Linked DNA regions of Hordeum vulgare: all the other regions are linked to region 1. Evidence: chromatin contacts called from public Hi-C data. All regions are on one chromosome and are shown on one strand. Each heading gives the region's core, a stretch centred on a gene start, on an enhancer-like site or on the middle of the called end of the contact. The rest is flanking DNA. Distances are from core to core; before and after follow the strand shown. Region 1 holds the start of LOC123404789 (RING-H2 finger protein ATL73-like). Region 2 holds the start of LOC123402291 (ethylene-responsive transcription factor ERF027-like). Region 3 has its middle 62 kb from the start of LOC123402182.

The links. A called contact is a pair of places that touch in the nucleus more often than the background predicts.
Region 2: a contact with region 1 is called in a Hi-C map of leaf, with 6 times the contacts expected there. The contact joins the promoter of LOC123402291 here to the promoter of LOC123404789 in region 1. A contact is called at or near these places in 3 of 6 Hi-C or Micro-C datasets (leaf and seedling).
Region 3: a contact with region 1 is called in a Hi-C map of leaf, with 3 times the contacts expected there. The contact joins the enhancer-like site here to the promoter of LOC123404789 in region 1. A contact is called at or near these places in 4 of 6 Hi-C or Micro-C datasets (leaf and seedling).

What each region holds. Positions count from the first base shown.
Region 1 is chr6H:437,829,555-437,834,270 of MorexV3_pseudomolecules_assembly, reverse strand. It overlaps LOC123404789 (RING-H2 finger protein ATL73-like), which reads right to left and starts at 1,633. Exons shown (of 3, transcript XM_045098733.1): 1 at 1,100-1,633. The coding sequence starts at 1,309.
Region 2 is chr6H:438,684,800-438,689,364 of MorexV3_pseudomolecules_assembly, reverse strand. LOC123402291 (ethylene-responsive transcription factor ERF027-like) reads left to right here and starts at 3,111. Exons shown (of 1, transcript XM_045096192.1): 1 at 3,111-4,565. The coding sequence starts at 4,068.
Region 3 is chr6H:438,805,367-438,809,611 of MorexV3_pseudomolecules_assembly, reverse strand. No RefSeq gene overlaps it. Among protein-coding and RNA genes, the nearest start is that of LOC123402182, 62 kb to the left of the region's middle. Within about 2 kb of position 2,916, at least 3 of the 3 cell types and tissues checked have open chromatin away from gene starts, as enhancers often do. A contact at or near this core is called in leaf and seedling, where this site is marked.

The DNA of each region.
Region 1 (4,716 bases), core at 384-2,883:
CTATCGGACAGATAAAGAAAGACCGCATAAATTTTGAAAAATAAAACAATATTACACTTCAAATGTACTCCCTCCGTCTCAAAATAAGTGACTCAAAAGTGACTCAACTTTGTACTAAAGTTAGTGCAAAGTTGAGTCATATTTGAATAACTTATTTTGGGACGGAGGTAGTATTTTCTTAAAAAAACGTAGTTAATGTGCTTAGTCAAGTTAGTGAGCTTGAAACTTCGTGTACAGAGTTGGTAGAGAACAAGGAAACATAAACAATGTGAGAATTAAAGGTAATGAAGAATAACAAATGCCGGGTAGCAATGTAGCTCGAAGAGATGTAGCCTGACAGATAGAAGCAGACCTCTCATACTAAGTTCATTAATTAATGGGACTATTAGCACGGTTATTAATGGGGCAATCGGTCCCCCAAATAACATCCGCAACCCAGTTTAGCAATGCCATTTCCTTCCTTTTCTTTTCTTTGAGACTAGTTGTTGCATGTTTGGTCTTTGAGGTGCATTGGGCCTAGTTTTATCTGCTTTGTACAGTAATATTTTAAAAAGAAAATGCAAGATCAGTTTATATTTTCTTAAAAAAAAACCTAATGTTAATCACACAAAGATATGTAGTATGCACATGCAACCCTGATGTTGTGAGCAAGCAATATATCTGTGCATGAAGTATAAAGCAGAATGCACACCTAACAACTTCAGTTACATGAATTAAATTAATTTTTTATTCAGTTAGACGAAATTAAATGAAGGAACCATTCATCGTATATTCATTGGAGGTACTTGAGCACTTTCACTGATCAGTCGACTATGTCGCATACTGGATCATATAATACTCTGCACAGTTGAACTTGTCTACAACTTGAAAAGCAATGTGGCCAACGGGAGGCTGCGGGAAGCCAGATTATTTTCTTCTTGTTCTAATGAATCAACACACCACAAAACTTTTGCGCGTTTCGATCGCAATTTTGGTGGGCAGCAACACATGCGCGCACCGATCTCCACTGGATGCGGTTCCACTCCGACGTCAATCGGCTACACAGGACGCTAATATAAAACATGCTGCCAGCAGCGGAAACGACAGAGAGTAAGCTCACCGTGCGACCGAGATCCGCAGTGCGGAACTCGATGTCGAAGTCGAAGGGCGCGGGGCCCGGCGCCATGGCCCGGGCGGCGGCGGCGTCGGCTTCGGCGTCGGCCCGCGCGGCGCGTCCGCAGATGAGGCGTGCGCAGACGAAGACGATGAAGGTGGCGCTCATCCCGAAGCCGATCACCGTGGTCACCAGATTCAGCCCGGACCCCAGCATCCCGCCGCGAAAAGGCCACCGGAGCCGGACGGCACGTACGAACGCGCTGGCGGCGCGGGAGGCGAACGAGCGTGATCGAGGGGCGGCGTTATCGCGGCTGCCCGAGCAGGCTGCGGCGTATAAGAGCGGCGCGGCTGGGCTCGGGCTGCGTGTCCATCGGCGCGGGGTTTGGGATTTGGGACTTGCGTGGGCCGCTGGCAAGGAATGATGCGCCCAGAGCGGAGCGGGCGGGTGGGAAACGGAATCCGGGAGTTGGTGAGAGAGGCAGAGAGAGAGAGGGACTCCCGGGAATGGGGAGTATCTTGCTGTTACTTGTGAGGGTGGGGGTGCCTGCCTTGCGCAGTGGCCTTGCGGCCTAGCATTGCTGCTGCCGACCGCCGCTGGACCGCCGGTTACTGGCTGGAGATGTCATGTCTCTATGATGCGGGGCCACTGCTACTACGTCAGTGGGGTCGACTGCCTTTGGATAGGGGCGTGCGCGGCCCACCGAGACAGGTGGAGAAGAGTCCACGTTTAGTTAGCAGAGAGTCGCTCCGCTGACACGGAGATTCGACGAAACGGAAGACTCCCGACGTGTTCTATTCTTCCATCTGTTCTATCTACGTGGCAACAACTTTCTCACGTGCCACTACAAATACATCTTCAAAGTGGATCCTTAAATCGTTAATATCCGTTTGAACTGCGTCGTCTGAACGTCTTTTATCATCTATTTATTATTACTAGCAAAATGACTCGCGCATTGCCACGGAAGAAAAAAAACATAATCTCCAATGATGGTGACCACATTATGTTCACATATCATCCTTGATTTAGAAATTTTGTGCACAAACGCAAGAAAATGTTTTTTCTTTTAAATTTATTCACAAGTTGAAGCAATCTTTACATTTTCAAAAAATATATATCATGGTTGTCAAAAATCTTGGTAACTCAAAATTTTATTCTGAATATCAAGATTTTTTTTAGAAAACATACAATAATAATCCGATCCATCCAACAGTTAATTCTTCAAAATTCACACAATTATATTGTCACAAAGACTTACAACCATTAATGTTTAACTACATACATTAGATCTTTCGTGAACAATTTTACAAATATGGGAACGATTTTCACATCGAGAACATTTTTTACAATTTACAAACATTTACTAAAAATCGTGAATATTTTTTATATTTCGAACGGGTTTAAATATTTTCTTTTGAATTGGCCACCAATTCAAGAGAAAGACGAACATAATTTTTGATGCTGGAGGATTTTATTTTAAATTCACAAACATTTTTTAAAATGCATGAAGTTTTTTTGAATAAACAAACATTTTTATAAATCAGTAATATATTTATTAAATTCATGGACATTTTTTTGGAATTTGCAAAGAAAAAATATAAAAATCTGGCGCTTTTTTTGAATCCTATTTTTAATTCAAAATAAAAATTCGTCAGCATTTTAATCCAAATTCCTATTTTTTAATATGCAAAAGTTTTGTAATTCTAAATTATTTAAATTATAAATAAACAAAAATGGAACGGAAAATTTTAAATAAAAAAAGAAACTATCAAAACAGGCATTAGCTATTTTTAAAATTTTAGGAGATATTTTGAATTAGAAAGCATTTTGTTAAATGCATTAATAGTTTTTAATACATGGAATTGTATTTGAGATCATGGACTATTCTTATTGTACAAACATTTTTATAAAATTGCAAACATTTTATTGTATATGCGAGCATTTTTTACAAAACTCCGAGCAGTTCTTGAAGTTACAAACATTTTAATTTTTTAAATATTTTGATTTATAATTTTGAGTTTATTAAATTTTTAAAGATTATTTAAAGTTCTAAAGTATTTAAAATAAAAAAATAAAACGGAACTGAAAATAAATAAATAAACGGAACTAAAAGCAGGCGCATGTGCATGGGCCGGCCCATACGGTGTGCTGGATATTCTCCCAGCGTGTAGAGCGTAATATAGGAGGTTTCTACATGGGCCGGCCCAGTTCAAGATTTTTCGGTTTGAGAAACGTTTTCTATTACTTACCGGTGGCATGATGGGTAATTTATGCAAACTTTAGGGGTAATTTTCAAGACGGACGACCAGAAACCGAATTTGCTTTATTATTAGGGAGAGACTAGCAAAAGGGCTCGTGCGTTGCAACGAAAGAAAAAATAATTATAATCTTCAAGGATGCTGATCATATTACGTCCTTAAAATTTTATGACATTTCTTAAAATGCATGAACATTTTTTAAATTAGCAAACATTTTTTTCAATTGCACTCAAAAAATAAGACACAAACTTTTTTCTCAAAATCATGGACTTTTATTGTTTTCACCAACATTGTTTTCAAAATTATGAACATTTTTCTGAATATGGGAATACTTTTACAAATATCCCGAGCATTTTTTGAATTCACAAACATTTTATGTTTTCTTCAAAATTCTATTTCAAAATTCTCAGTTTTATAAGTTGCAAAAGATTTTCAAAAGTCGATATTATTTAAATTTAGAAAAATGGAACAGAAAATGAAAATAAAAATGAGACTAAAAACAGAGGCACGAACTGTTTTTAAGATATTTACACGGACTTTTGTTTAAAATTATTGACTTTTTCATTTTACAGACATTTTTTAAAAATTTAAACATTTTTTTGTATATGCAAACATTTTTCAAGACTCCTGAGTAGTTTTTGAATTCTCAAAAAAATATGTTTTTTTAATATTTTATTTCAAAATTCTCAGTTTCTTAAATTTAAGAAAAGTTATTTGAAGTTCTAAATTATTTAAAGTAGAAAAAATGGAACTGAAAAGTAAAATAAAAAAACTAAACTAAAAAAACAGGCGGCCACGCATGGGCCGACCCAAATAGGCGTGTTGCATCTTTTTTCAATGCCCAGAGCGTAATATAGGAGGTGCCTACATGGGTCGGCCGAGTCCGGAGATTTTTTTGTTTGAAACGTTTTCTATGACTTATAAGTGGCAATTATGGGTAATTTTCATCAACTTTATGGGCAATGTTAATGACGGACGACAGAAGCACTAATTGCTTTATTAATATGTAAAAATTATACTTATGTATCCGTGCGTTGGCTGGTCGGATTGTCTTTTTTGCACAGAAGAGGGAGGGCACTTGGTGGTTGTTCGGATCATTGCCACGCATGCGTCCAACAATCATTACACACCTAAAAATTTCTCTCGTGCCTTCTATCTAACGCACACCTTATATTTATATCGACCTAGAGCATGCACTGGTCAGCACTGATGTTGCACGGTGTAAATGGACAGAAGGGCGGCGTTGACCGACACGACCTCTCGGGTGAAGCCGCTTTAGTGCAGATCTTGCTCATCGAGGACCGGCTTCGATGTGATCTCGCACTCCGGAACGGTCTTGCTCGTCGGCGGTCGGCTCCTACACGA
Region 2 (4,565 bases), core at 1,862-4,361, 850 kb before region 1:
CGACCATGAGAGATTTGCCGCACTGGTCCTTAGAGCCCTAACGGGGTTGCACTCCGGGGCTTCGATGTATGGCATGTGTTTGGACAGGATGACTCTCATGCCTGCGAACACCAAAGCCAGATCCTGGCTAGATGCCGAATCAAGGTTAGAATCTATTCCGTACTCAAGGCCGGAAAGAGGACCCAAAGTTAAGGCTTTAGAATTTTCGAACTCTTCGACAAAGGCCGAGAGTTCGGAGAGGATCAGGTCGCCCCGGGTATTAGCAATGAATTCCAACTCACCGAACTTAAATTCCTGACCCGGGGGTGACCCCATCAATCTGGTGATGATCTGCCTTGACATGCGGGGTGGTACTACTAAAAGCAGGGGATTGGCCAGAGATGAAGATATCCCCGGTCTTGATGTTGTCGCCGGTGACCAAGCGAGCCATCGAGCCTTTTTGCGATCTCACAACAAAGCTCTAGATGAAAGCACCAACGTCGGTGTCAAAACCGGCTGATCCCGAGTAGGGGGTCCGAACTGTGGATCTAGGGTCGACGGGTAACAAGGGTTGATGAAGGCGATTTTTTATCCAGGTTTGGCCCTCTTGATGGAGGTAAAACCCTACATCCTCCTCTTGTTGTTATTGATGGAATAGTACAAAGTACAAAGTTGATCTACTACAATATCAGATGTTGTGGTCTAAACCCTAATTGTAATGAGCTTAATGTGTGCTATGAGCTATGCCCCTGGCTTATATGGATGTTCGGGGTGCTAGGATTTATACAAGGTCGGTTACAATAGAGAAGGAATATGAAGATTACTACATCGCCTTGGATTGCACGCCAAGTCTTCAGAAGAGTCCATCTTGAGTCTGATGCTTCTACTGAGGGTCAAACAAGCCCGAGAGTCCGTCCCATGAGAATAGATAAGCGGCGGAAGGACCCCTTAATCCCGGACTCCCACAACGGCCACTCCGCCCATGACCAAGATGCCCCTTCCAACTGCATTACCTACATGTGCTCACGCAACATCATTGGTGGTGAAGGATATGCGAGGGAGCGTATTATGTCCTTGTCTTCCTCTGCGTGACAATACAAGCCTCATCTTCCTTCTGAATGGTGAAATGGCGGTACTAGCAACCACCCCTCGGTGACCGGTCCTTCTTTCTTACTGCCAGCCTCGACGACGACACCATTCCTACACGAGAGAAAGAGGAGATGGGTCAACCACTTTCGATCGCGGGTTCAATCATCGCTACCGGTGGAACCTATTATGAGTTGTGGTGCTTGAGATACACTAAGCACGCAAGCATGCATGTAAGGTGGTCCATATAGAAAAGTGAATCTTATGTAAATAGAAGACAAAGAAGTCGATTGGCTTGTGTCTAGAAAAGGGAGTCAACTGCTCCTTGTATCTTCAGTAGTTCAGTGGTAATTAACAGACTTATTGCCCCAGGAAGCGTCATGTGTCATATCAATAGCATCATATTTGGATGAACATTTTTTATGCAATTAAGTGCATATACTTGAATATATAATTTTGCTCAAGGAAGTGTTCCACGTGAGCTCCTGTGCATGGCACATACCGCTAACCTTTGATGCATATGGTTTATTGAGGATGGGAATAGGAGGATTAACACAACCGAGACAAATGGGCAGCAGTTGTGAGATCATCTCCTAATTTTGAAGTTTTGAAGCTCTGTTAATGCGTTGGGTGGGTCACGACTATTGATATATTATTCTTATGTTGAAGGAAACTTACGCTCAATTTAATTTTTCATTGGCCCAGTGTAGTTAAATGTTACGTGGGTTAGTACCATCATGTAAGTAATATTATGTTCAATACTTACTTCACTCTTATTGTGTATATTTGTGAAGCTGCCAAAGTTAACAAAAGTGGATCTGATTTAAACTTTCTACTTTTGTGCCTGTTTTGTGCAAAATTATTCAGAAAATAGTAAAAAGAGGAGGAACAAGAAGGTGGTAACATAACCTGCTGATGTTACCCTTACATATGGCTTTAGCTCCCTCCAATAAAATTATCCATTCCTCAACCTAACTATATGTGTTGCACATTTCACCCATTTTGTTCTGTAAAACGATTGGAATTCCTTCACTTCAATTAACGACATTGTATGGATTGATTTTTATCAAATTTAACTTCCATGCTTCAGTCTTTCTTATATGATATGAAAATTCAAACCGTTCTTTTCAAAAAATGGACGGGTGCGACAGTGTGCCCCGTTCATGGTCTAGTAATAATATTGTGATCCCAAATGTTTACTACCATACAGTAGTAGTTACCTTCATGTGAGTTTTGTATGTTATACGTAGTATCTGTCAAAATCGAGAGTATGTACATGTAGTATGTAGTATATAAGAATATTAGAGTAGTATACATCCTTTTTTGGTAGTATGTACTATTTTTCTAGTATATTTTTTGTACATACAAACATGAAGATATTTTAAATATACAAAAAAATATGGATTTACATGCAATTTTTTTGTATAGTTTGCTTTTAAATGTCTTAATATAGTATGAACACAATTAAAATAATAATCTATTATATATACGACCATGCGGTTGTATATGAGACATGAGGGTAACTATCCTCGGGTGGTAAGATATATTTTCCTACATACTTTTACGTGACATAAAATTATGAATATAAAAACACAATAGAAACTATACATATAAATGTTAATTTTATGGTTTTATTACTCATATCTTACTTTTTATGCGCAATTTTGTGTAGCGGATTAATATGAATGTAACAATTATATACCAAATGTATTTTTTATATGAAACAGTCACAAAATTACCTCAAGTGAAAAATAAGCTATTCTTCATCTGGGTGATAAATAGTTCCTTCTTGACATACATGCTTGCTTTCGGTTGCGAACAGAGTATTTTAGTGACTTCTAGTTTGGGAAAACGTAGAAGTACCCGATCGAACTGTTTATTCAATGGAAAAAGGCGCACAAGTAAGGTTCTTTTTTTCCTTGTAGGACACAACTAAAGTTGGATGTGCATAGATTTAATTTATCACTTTACAGAATATATAGCTCAATTTGTACCCGAAAAAGAAAACTATATGGGCACGGCACCAACCCCAGGTGCATGCATGTGTTGTCCCGTCTAACACAAACACAATCGGCAGGATACTTGCTTTGTCAAAGGAGCCCGGTCTGAAATAAGCCGGGCGCCGATATATGCCGAAACGTAGCAGGAGTACGTAGCTTAGCTGCGGCCACGACTAGTTTGTGAGAAGCGGCCAAATGGCCCAAAAGGTTGACAAGAAAAGCGAGCAAATCAAAAGCCCCCACCTGGCAGGCACCGGGAGGCCACCACCTGTCAGTCACGGTCACACGGAGCTGCCGTATCTTTCGCTAGCCCCAAAAGAAATTATCAGCAATCACACTGAGCGGCCCGATCTTAATTTCTCAATTAACCCCCACAAAAGCCGGGCCATCAATTAGGACAGCGACGTCGCCATCGTCTCCCTCTGTTTCGGCCCCGCGAAGGTAAAACGAAGGAGGTGAACTCGATCAGCCGCTGCAACTAATACCACTACTGATATTAGCATGCTTAATTAGTTAGGTGGAGTCTTGTTGTTTGCTCCTCAGGCGACAGCTCATCGCAAGCCATACACACACTCTCCCGCTCAAACAACGCGGTCTGGCTAGCTGCCTGCATGCGCGCGGCGCCGCTCCTCTCTTCTCCCATGGAGAGAGAGATCAGCTTTTCACCATGGCGGACCTCACGCTTCTCCCCCGCTTCTTTACTAGCGCATATATACCTCCCGCCCTCCTGGCCTCATGCCGGATCTCACGCTTCCAGTTCTCCTCGTGCGTTTCTTGACACCTACACCTACCTAGCTCTCCTCTTCCAGACTTCCAATCCACTACTCTCAGTCTCTGCCCACAGCACACACATCGAGACGACGGGTACTTAACCGCTTACCCGCCGCCCCGCATACACCTGCGCTGCGTGCACCATAGATTAGCTAGTTCCATAGGATAGGCGCACTGCAGCTCTGGCATGCGTGTAGGTATATAGAGAGGGGCGTGCCCTAATGGTAGTACATGGCTGAGAAGCCTTGTGCAACCAGCTCCTCGTCTGCTGCTGCTGATCCTCTTCAGGTGCAAGTGCAAGCTGCTGCTGCTGGCCCGGCGACCGAACTTTCCCCGCGCAATCCTACCTCGCCCAATTCCTCGCCTGCTCACCTAGGCGACACGGTGGGGACAACAACGGCGTTGGCGGCGACGAGCTCCGGGGAGCCGTCGCCGCGGTCCACCGGGAAGCACCCCTTCTACCGCGGCATCCGGTGCAGAAACGGCAAGTGGGTCTCGGAGATCCGCGAGCCGCGCAAGGCGCGCCGCATATGGCTCGGAACTTATCCGACTGCAGAGATGGCTGCCGCGGCCTATGACGTGGCCGCCCGCGCGCTGCGCGGCTCCGACGCCGTGCTCAACTTCCCCGGCGCCGCCTCCTCGCGCCCGGTCCCCGCGTCTACCTCTCCTGAGGACATACGCGCGGCCGCAGCTGCAGCCGCGGCAGCTGCCCAGCTTTACAGACCGCAC
Region 3 (4,245 bases), core at 1,667-4,166, 970 kb before region 1:
TTTCTAAAACGGAAAAAAATCTGAAAGTCCGAACAAAATTTTAAAGCATGAACATATTTTGAATCTTTAGAAAAAATATTAAAACCAACTTTTAAAGTACGAACATTTTTTGAATTTTGAGAACAAATTTTGAAACCAAGAACAATTTTGAAAAATTGTGAACAAATTTGGCAGGGTTAATAATTTTTTAAAGCACGAACATTTTTTGAGTCTTGCGAATATTTTTTTGAAATGCAGAACACTTTTGAAAACTCTGAACAAATTTGGAAGCGCGAACAATTTTTTCAAGCACAAATAATTTTTGAATCTTGACAAAAATTTGAAATCAAGAATTTTTTTGAAAACATTCTGAACAAATTTGGAAGCACGAATTGTTTTTAAGCATGAAAGTTTTTGGAATTTTGAGAACAAGTTTTTAAACAGAGATTGTTTTTGGAAAATGATGAAAAAATTGGAAGTGCGGTCATTTTTTGAAGATCCCGAACATTTTTTGAAGTTATGAATGTTTTGAAAAACGGCAACTATTTAAAGTTTGGAACTTAAAAAATACAAATACATTTATTGTATTTGAATATAATTTTAATCCAAAACATTTTTTCAAATCCAGAACTGTTTTGGAAACAAAAACGTAAGGGAATTAAGAAAATATAAAAAAACGGTTCAAGAAACTTCCGAAATTTTCCAAAACAAATGATGAAACATCTAAAAAGTTCCTAAAACCAAGATCAACGAAAGGCGCTAATGGGTCATCCTATTAAAATCATTCACCCCGCTCTCTAGTCAACATAAAATTTTACGTATTACAGGTAGGGCGGTGTTTTGAGAACTATCTACTCGGATGTCCATCCATAAGGAAAATGATACCGCAGATATACTGTAGCTATTACATTTTCTAAAAAATGAACATTTTCCAAAATTCCACTTCATTTGAAAGGATAAAACACTTTAAAAAAAATGAGAATCTTTTTCAGAGACTGAATATTTTTCCTAAAATATGATCATTTTTCAAATGTGCTAACCTTATTTTTAAATGTTGAACATTGTTTGAAAATTTTGTATATTTTTCAAAATTGAAAAAAATGTTTTGAAAGCGCTAACATTTTTCAGAAAGACGAACAGTTTCTCCAATTACGAACATTATGTTGAAAAACGTGAACATTTTACGAACTATGCTAACATTTTTCAGAAACACAAACATTTTGTTGGAAAGTGATCATTATTAACAATACAGTGATTTTTCCTATTTTTGTATTTTTTTCAAAATAGGAAGCTTTGTTTTGAGAGTGCGAACATTTTTCAGAAAGACGAACATTTTTTCAAATTAAGAACATTATGCTGTAAAACGTTGGTCATTTTTTGATTTGTGCGAATATTTTGTGAACTTTTCAATATTTTTCAAAATAGGACACATTTTTTCAAAAGCGCGAACATTTTTCACAAAGACGATTTTTTTTAAATTACGAACATTATGTTGAAAAACATGAATTGTTTTTGAAATATACGAACGTTTTTGTGAAAACACAATTACTTTCTTGGAACGTGATCATTTTCAACATTAAGTATATTTTTTCGAGTTTTCGAACATTTTGCAAAGTAGGAGACATTGTTTTGGCAGCGCGAATATTTTTCAGAAAGGCGAACATTGTGCTGAAAAACGTGAACATGTTTTGAAATAAACAAACATTGTTATCAAACACAAAACAAATCATTTAAAATTTCTTTTTGAACCTGACAAAAATTTCTGGAACCTAAACATTTTTGTAAATCTGGGAAGATTTTCTAAAAAACATGAATTTTTTTTTCAAATTTGTGAAAAAATGTAAACAGAACATTTTTTTGAATACCATAAACATATTTTGAAATTTGCATTTTTTCAATTCTAAACCTTTTCAAACTTGGTAACTTTTAAAAAGAAATAGAAAAGTTTAAAACATGAAAAGAAAATAAAAGAAAAGAAATAGGAAGGATAAATTAAAAAGAATAAACCTGAAAGATAACCTGCCACAAAAAACATTAGAAAAAAGAAAACTTGTTTTCAGAAACCTTATAGAAGGTTGCCAAAATCGGGGAAAAACCACCCACCTGCAGTAGGTGCGCTAACAGCTAAATGGACCCGGCTCACCGAGCTCTTCACGTTGGTTGCCTCGGAAATCCCTATTTTATGCTCTTCTCTGCGCCACCCTATCGGAGATTCGCGCAGGTGCACCCAATTACCGTTTGGGAATGGGCCGGCACATTTATATGCCAATACCTCCGGTTTCGGGAATCTTCTAGAGGTTTCCAGCCGGTTTTTTCTGGTTTTTGGATCTTCCTAGAAGATTCCCTGAACCGGTTTTTTGTTTGTTTGATTTTTTTATTTTTTGTTTCTATTTTAAAAATGTTCTGGATTTTCAAAATTTGTTTTTGAATTTGAAAAAATGTTTCGAAATTTGAAAATGTTCCTGAATCTTAATAAATGTTATAGAATATAAAAAACGTTCAGGAATTTGAAAAAATGTTTCATTATTCGAAAAAATATTCCGGATTTGAAAAAATGTTCCGGAATTTTAAAAAATGTTGCGAAATTTTGAAAAATGTTCCGGAATTTAAAAAATGTTTTGATATTTTACTAAATTGTTTTGGATTTTTTTAGAAAAATTCAAAATTTGCAAAATTTTCCGGAATTTGAAAAAATGTTTCGGAATTTCAAATATGTTCTGAAATATGAAAACTGTTCTAGTATTAAAAAAATGTTCAGGAATTTAAAAACTGTTTCAAAATTAAAAAATATGTTATGAAATTTGAAAAAATGTTCTGGTATTTTTAAAAATGCTCTGGTATTTTTACTAAAATGTTTCGGTTTTTTGAACTGCTGGTCACTAACTTTTTTTGTGGTCTCCAGATTCGCTGCTAGTCGTTAACTTGGGCCGGCCCAGTAGGATATCCGCGTGTGCATGCGGCCAGCAATGTGCCGTAGAGAGCGGCAAATAGGACCTCCCGGTTGTCTCTGCAAAGTTGCACCAATTGGGTGCAAGACGCATCGAATAGGGAATTCCTATAACCCTAGTATTTATAGTAATGTATAGTTCGTTATTTGGCATTTTCTATTCTTATTTTGGGACAAAATTTGGCATTTTCTATTCAACGCCTTTAGTCTATGTTAACGTGCAGTTTGTTAACTGACGCTGAAGGCGCTGTTACTTGGGCCAGCCTGTATATGATTTTATTCGTGTGAATACTCAAAAAAATTGGGACCTGCTATTTAGCGCTGCAGGCGCCTGTTTGAAGAAGAGCGCCTATAGGTACCGGCAGTGGGCCATGGCCCATTAAAAACATAGCTCCTCGTCGGTTCGCTCGATCCCTGAAAAGAAACTTACTCCCCTCGCCGGTTTATTTCTCTGGCTGTGCTGCGCTGCTCGTTTAGGAAAAAGACCGACCTCCGTTTATTTCAACTTTAAATATTTCTTGAAAAAAAGTTCATAGCTTTACTAAAATTCTAAAATAAATGAGCGATTTTGAATATTTATTTCACAAATATGGGAAAAGCTGATAAATTTAAAATAGATTATAGGATTTGAAAATATCCTTTCAATTTGAAACTAAGATGCTCATCGAATAGAAAAAAGTTCATCGCATTTGAAAAAAGTACATGAATTTACGAAAATAAGTTAACAAAAAAGTTAAAAATTTCAAAAAATTTCAAGAAAAAGTTAATCAAGTTTTAAAAAAGTTCATTGAAATTGAAAAAATAATCATCGAATTGAAATAAAACACTGAATGTAAAAAAGAGTTCACCCATTTTGAAAAAATCATCAAATTTCAAAACAATTCATTATAATTTTAAAAACAAATATCTGTTTTTGAAGGAGTCATAAATTTTGAAAAGATTTCATTAAAACTGAAAAAGTTTATCGATTTTGAAAAAAAACCTGATTTTGAAAAAAATCATGAAATTTTGAAAAAGTTCACTCATTTTCGAAAAAGAGTTTATAAAATTTACAAAAAAGTTTACCAATTTTGGAAGAAAGTTCATCGAATTTGAAAAGAGTTCATCGAATTTGGAAAAAGTTATGGAATTTTGGAACAAACTTCATAGAATTGGAAAAAAGTTCATTAAATTTATAAAAAAGTTCACCGATTTGGAAAAAATTTCATCGAATCCCCCTAACATAATTTAAATCAGCTAAAAAATCATCAAATTTGAAAAAAAGTTCAAAAATGGAAAATAGCTTATCATTTGAAAAGAAATGAAAGAACAAATTTGAT